Regions from separate parts of the Mus musculus genome. Here region 2 is linked to region 1. Evidence: chromatin contacts called from public promoter capture Hi-C data. All regions are on one chromosome and are shown on one strand. The core of a region is the stretch at or near the end of the contact, and the rest is flanking DNA. Distances in the headings are between cores, read along the strand shown. Region 1 overlaps Sdccag8 (serologically defined colon cancer antigen 8). Region 2 overlaps Gm30115 (a long non-coding RNA gene).

Region 1 (2,700 bases), core at 131-2,630:
CAAATGACATAAATGCAATGGGGAAAGTATTAAATATGGAAGTGCTAATGAAGCCCTGTGCAGAATACTTCAAATCACAGCCGAAACCCAGACAACCAGAACAAAAGTAGTTTTTATATGAGTAGATGCAACTTTATGATGAGTTCTACATCTTAGAAGATCTTTCCATATTAGCATGTACTGATTTTATTTTGTCCAGTTGGGGGCGTCCCTGATAGTAGAATGGAAAGTTCCCTCAGTCAAGGATTGAAAGCCTAGGACTCCTAAGCAAGTGGAGTGCTCTCTTCCTTCTGATATCCTACAGGGTTTTGCAGTCAGGTTGGCACACTCTGTAATATTAAATATCTTTTGAGTTATTATACTGAACTACAGAAGTATAATATTTCCTACTAATAGAACACAGAAGCAAAGAGTTTGGGGATGATTTAAAATCACATTATCATGTTTAGCAATACAAAAAACAAAGCAAAACCCTACAGTAACAAGAGTGAGTGTCTTAGGAAATGAATAACCTAGATTAAATCCCTTCTAGTGTCTGTTTCTTTAGCATGCTGTCTTCTTAATCAGCCCATAATGCTACAAAGGCTGAAACTGAAGGAGAGCGTCCGTGCTCCCTGGTGGACTGAAATACTAAGTTTCTCTGGTCATCTTTAGTGGTGCCGTTGCGGTGAAGCTGTACCCTCGGGGAGGACCCAGTTTGTAGCAGTAAACCTGTGAGGGTGAGGAGAGGTTTGCATGCTCCTGTTTTTTCCTGGAACAGAATGTGAGGAGAGTTTGTAGGTGCTCTTTGTAACTGGTTTGTCCTGAACAGACAGTTTCAGACGTAGTCGCTTCTCATTCCCTGGGTGATTTGGAGCAGCAAAGCAGCAGTTGTTCTTTGGTCTCTCAGCCATGACCTGACCTTCTGTCTGTAAGTCCGAAGAGTTATTTAGCTTGGCCACCATCTGCACCCAGGAGAGAAATTTACATTTAGCTTTGAAAAGCTGGACATGTCAAGCACTTATCTGCAATACCTACCATGATATAAAACATATTTAATTTTAAAGCCTTGTGTATCATACAGTCATCATAACCAGGAGACTGTCTCTTGGGTTGCAAACAGGTGTTCCCCATAATGCATCATTTTATTCATATTTTAGCTAATCTGGCCACTTGGTAGGTTTTGAAAGTAGGTGGGAAACTGAGCTGGAATGTGGTGAGCACAAGAGCCTCTTTGATGTATACACAGCCGGGCAAATGCTTGACCACTGGAATGATTTTCCTCACGACCTGAGCCTTGACTCTGGCATAATTAGAAAGAAAGGTTAGAGGGGGAACAATGGCTGTCTCTTCCGCCCACTTTCTTCTTTTCTTCTTATATTGTGTCAGGACCCATGGGTGAATTACCCTTCCCATCAGCTCTTTTGTATCGCTCAGGCTTGGAGAGCTGCTGTCAGTCTCAGGGGCTGCTTCTGCACCACGGAAAACAAAAGGCATTTTGTGTGCAGATTGGGAACTTTGTGCCTTGATTTATTTTCTTTTTTTTTTTTTTCTTCTTTCCTTTCTTTGCTTCTTTTTACTTTCTTTCTTTTTTATATAAACATCAGGTACACACACACACACCCCATCAAGGAACTTAAAAGCATATGAGACAAAAGGAACATTATAAACAACCTGTGCATTTCCAGCACTTAGATTCAGTGTGTGTCAATCTTGTCCCACCAGTTCACAGTTTTTTTCTTAACTTCACCTCATTATCATATTTTTCCATCTTAATTTCTAATTTTCCTTTCTCATTGTCTTTCTCTACCTCCTCTCCTTTCACAAAAATATTTAAAACAAATCTCAGATATTTATTATTTTACCTACAAATATGTTATTGAAGGAAAGGCTCATATTATCATATTGTTACTTTGAAGAATATTAACAATAATTACTAGCAAATAGCATGAAGCTTATGTTGACATTTCTTTTTCTCAAAAAGTGTTTTGTAGTTGGTTTATTCCAAAATGTAGAGCAGGTGTGTCTTTGTCTGTTCAAATGGTGCAGTACTGTCTTCTTTAAAAGTAAGTGAAAAGGACACTTGGTAAGCATGTTAGCTTTCTTTATTAGGTTTCCCTCTGAAGGCTTTGTGCTCCGTACTGTGCCGGTCGCCCTGCCAGAGCTGCACCTTCGTCCTCTGATACACTGTGAGCATGTGGCCGGGTTGTGCCTTTGTGTCTTCTCACGTTCCAGAAGGGGCCAGAAACTCTGAAATGCAAACTGCATCATTTCAGAGTCCTGTATTTCAGGTTCAGGAACTTTCAGGAAACTCTGGCTACATTACAGGGTTAGCTCATTTGAAATGAAAGATGCATCTTTGGAATTTTCTTTGTTAATTTTGAATTAAATAATTGAGTCTCAAAGATATTTCTTTGTTGCCTCTCGCCTTTGATCAGGGTCCAGGGCAAGTAAAAAACAGAAAAGAGAAATGTGTTGATAAAGGTACTCGTAGCAGGCTTTGCTCTCCTTATTCTTCAGTCTCTTGTGCTCCTCCTTTTCTTCCTCCTCCCCCCAATCATCGTATTTTAAATTTGTTATGTGACTTAGGGATGTATAAAGCACAAGGGCACATATAGAGGTGGGATGGGGAGGCATGATCCAGAGAGGCCAGAGCATCTGAGGAAGCTGTTCATTGTCTGTCTGAGCTCTGAAGCTGCAAATGATAGCTTAGGAGAATGT
Region 2 (2,700 bases), core at 168-2,667, 830 kb after region 1:
TTGCAGAGGACTAGGGTTCTGTTCCCAGCAGATGGCTCACAACCATCTGTAACTCCAGTTCTAGGGGATCTGATGCTATCTTCTGGCTTCGCAAAGTACCGTGCATGCATGTGGTATTCATGAACGTGTGCAGACAAAACATTCATACACAAAATAAAAATAGATAAAATTTTAGAACAAGCAAAGGAAATGTAGGCTCTGACTCAGGTGGAACCATGTGGCCTGGGGAAGTCACTGTTGCTTCCTTGCCCTTCCCCCTATCACATAGGGAGGTTGGAAAGACCAACTGACCTCCATGCTGCTGCTAACTTGTGCTTCTCTGACTCATTGAGGTTGGGTCATTAAACAGACAGTTCTACACTGAGGAGGCTGCCCAAGGCCTTCATTTCAAGTGAAGTTGTGGGAGTGCCAGTTAGTGGTAGAGTGCCCACCTACCTACCATATGCAAAACCCTGGGTTCCCTCCCCAGCAGAAAAAGTGAATTATTATATGGATGATAGGTAGATAGATTCATTATTATCATTAATATCTCAACGTTATGTTCCCATGTCTCAGAAAACAGAACAAAATCTTAAAATCCTCGGAAGACCTGGAATTCTGTCCCTCCCTCCTGCAAATTTTCTCTGTCCTCAAGCATAGTAGGTCTTTCACATTTTAGGAGTAACTCAGACCTGAGTCAGTATTAATGCAAAGCTCCTGCATTAATAATCATAATAATCTCAGACTTGACACAACTCACCTTTTGCATCTTGAAGACCCGTTGAAGCAGTTTAACTGCCACTGGAGTTACTGCAAAATTTTAAAATATATTTATCAACTCTTTGAGCATCTCATACAATTTATTTTGATCATAGTCACCCTGACTCCTCTTACTTCCCTATCCCCTCTTTTTGGTCATTTTTTTGTTAGTAAGCCATCAACTCAAATCTGTGCTATCTGTATATTCCTGGATGTAGGACCATCGCAGGGACATGGTTGACACTAGGAGCCATGACCTCATAGAAAACTGACTCTCCCTAGAAGCCATCAACTGTCCATAGCTCCTCAGTTGGATAGAGGCTCACTGACTCCCTACTTTCATGATCTTGTGCAGGAAAGTACAGTTGTGTGTCAGTTCTGTCAGGTCTAGAAGGCACTGTTTCGTTCTCATCCTCTCCAGCTGTTGGCTCTGATCAGCCTTCCACATCCTCTTCCATGTGCTTCTTGAGCCTTGGGAGGCAGGTGTGGGGAGGCGGGGCTGAGGAGGTGGGGCTGGGAAGGCAGGGCTGGGAAGGAAGGGCTGTAAAGGCAGGGCTGGGTAGGCAGGGCTGGTGGGTGGGGGTGGGGATATAAAGGCACATACTGAAAAGGGATAGGACAAGACAGCTTAAGCGTAAGGAACATCAGGAAACTGTGGGAAACGTTCACAAGTGAGTCTGTAAAGGAGCCATGAGTCAGAGATTACTGGAGGGCTTTGGCTTCTTTAAACCTTCCCTTGGAGGCTTAAAAAACAGTGTTTCCTGCCAGGAAACATTCCACAGCAGTGACTCAATCCTCACACTGACCAGTCAACTTTCAAGAAGGCTAGTTAGGAGTCCCATTGAGTCAGCGTTCCTGCACCACAGAAAATGTAAGCAGACATTATTTCCTTTCCTCTCTCTACTTTTCAGAAAAGGCAATCTCTTTGAGGGAAATGTCTTGGTAGTTACAAAGTTGAGCTAAGAGATCATTGCACCTCAAATTCTCCATCTAAAAAAAATGCTGAAGATTAGGGCTTCGGATGTAGCTCAGTGGTAGAGCATGTACTTAGCTCTGGATTCCAACATCAGCACCAGAGCTGGGGAAGATAAGAATTAGATATACTAATTCAGCCTTGTGTGATGGTGTATGCCTACAATCCCAACACTCTGGAGACTGAAGCACGAGAATCACAATTTCTTGGGCAATGTAACAATGTTCTATTTCCAACAAAGAAATTATAATATTCATCCTAAACCATACAAGATACAGAGGGTAATATCTGCTATAAAACAGCTGCTCAATCAACAATAGCAACCATTACCATCACCACCACAATCATCACATTAAAAGGCCTACCAAGATCTTGCTTTTTGACCTAACTTCCTTCTCTTTTACACCCTACATTTCTCACATATCAGCCACACACACACATATAGTAACAAGAGGTAAATTATGTCTCTTAAAAATTTATGTTGAAGTCTTAACCCCAAATACTTCAAAATGTGACTTCATTTAGAAATGGGTTGTTGAAGATATAAAGATAAAGTCAGTAGGGTGGTCCCCTAATCTAAGATGGTTAGTGTCGTTAAAAGGAGAAATCTGAACACAAAAGCATTGGGAGGGGGAGAAGGAGAAGAAGAGAATAGATAGACAGACAAACACAAACACACACACACACACAGGTTCTGACTAGACATTTTTGAAGAGGAAGGCAGAAATCAAAGTGACATGTCTATTAAGTGTTGTGTAGCTGTTTCCACTGGGTTGTGCATGACTATGGCCATCTTGAATCAGTACTGCTGTGGCCACTCATCCAGGAAGAACCTTATTAACTACCTCATGTGCCAGGTCCCACCCCTGGAGCAGAGCCAGCAGGATGTGGGTCTCCTGCTGTAGGCATAACACTTGTTTGCATAGTAATGTACATATTTTGCTTCTCATCCATCCTTCAGGGAATGTTCTCCCTGTCAAGGTTAATGA

The links. Promoter capture Hi-C pulls out the DNA fragments that hold promoters and counts their contacts.
Region 2: a promoter capture Hi-C map of neural stem cells shows a contact between it and region 1. The contact joins two enhancer-like sites. A contact is called at or near these places in 22 of 39 promoter capture datasets (the 3T3-L1 cell line, 3T3-L1-derived adipocytes, the C10 cell line and 15 more), 5 of 15 datasets of contacts at CTCF or cohesin (the NIH/3T3 cell line, embryonic stem cells, large pre-B cells and 1 more), 136 of 484 Hi-C or Micro-C datasets (3T3-L1-derived adipocytes, the 63-12 cell line, the AML12 cell line and 78 more), 30 of 115 datasets of contacts at active chromatin or transcription factors (the 230-238 cell line, the HPC-7 cell line, the NIH/3T3 cell line and 20 more) and 1 of 9 other capture datasets (embryonic stem cells).

The regions. Positions count from the first base shown.
Region 1 is chr1:176,878,976-176,881,675 of GRCm38.p6, forward strand. All of the region lies in intron 12 of Sdccag8 (serologically defined colon cancer antigen 8), which reads left to right. Among named protein-coding and RNA genes, the nearest start is that of Gm15423, 61 kb to the right of the region's middle. Within about 2 kb of position 1,381, at least 22 of the 459 cell types and tissues checked have an H3K27ac peak or open chromatin away from gene starts, as enhancers often do. A contact at or near this core is called in neural stem cells, where this site is marked.
Region 2 is chr1:177,707,469-177,710,168 of GRCm38.p6, forward strand. Gm30115 (a long non-coding RNA gene) reads right to left here. Exons shown (of 5, transcript XR_373742.2): 4 at 740-789. Among named protein-coding and RNA genes, the nearest start is that of 1700016C15Rik, 21 kb to the right of the region's middle. Within about 2 kb of position 1,418, at least 108 of the 459 cell types and tissues checked have an H3K27ac peak or open chromatin away from gene starts, as enhancers often do. A contact at or near this core is called in neural stem cells, where this site is marked.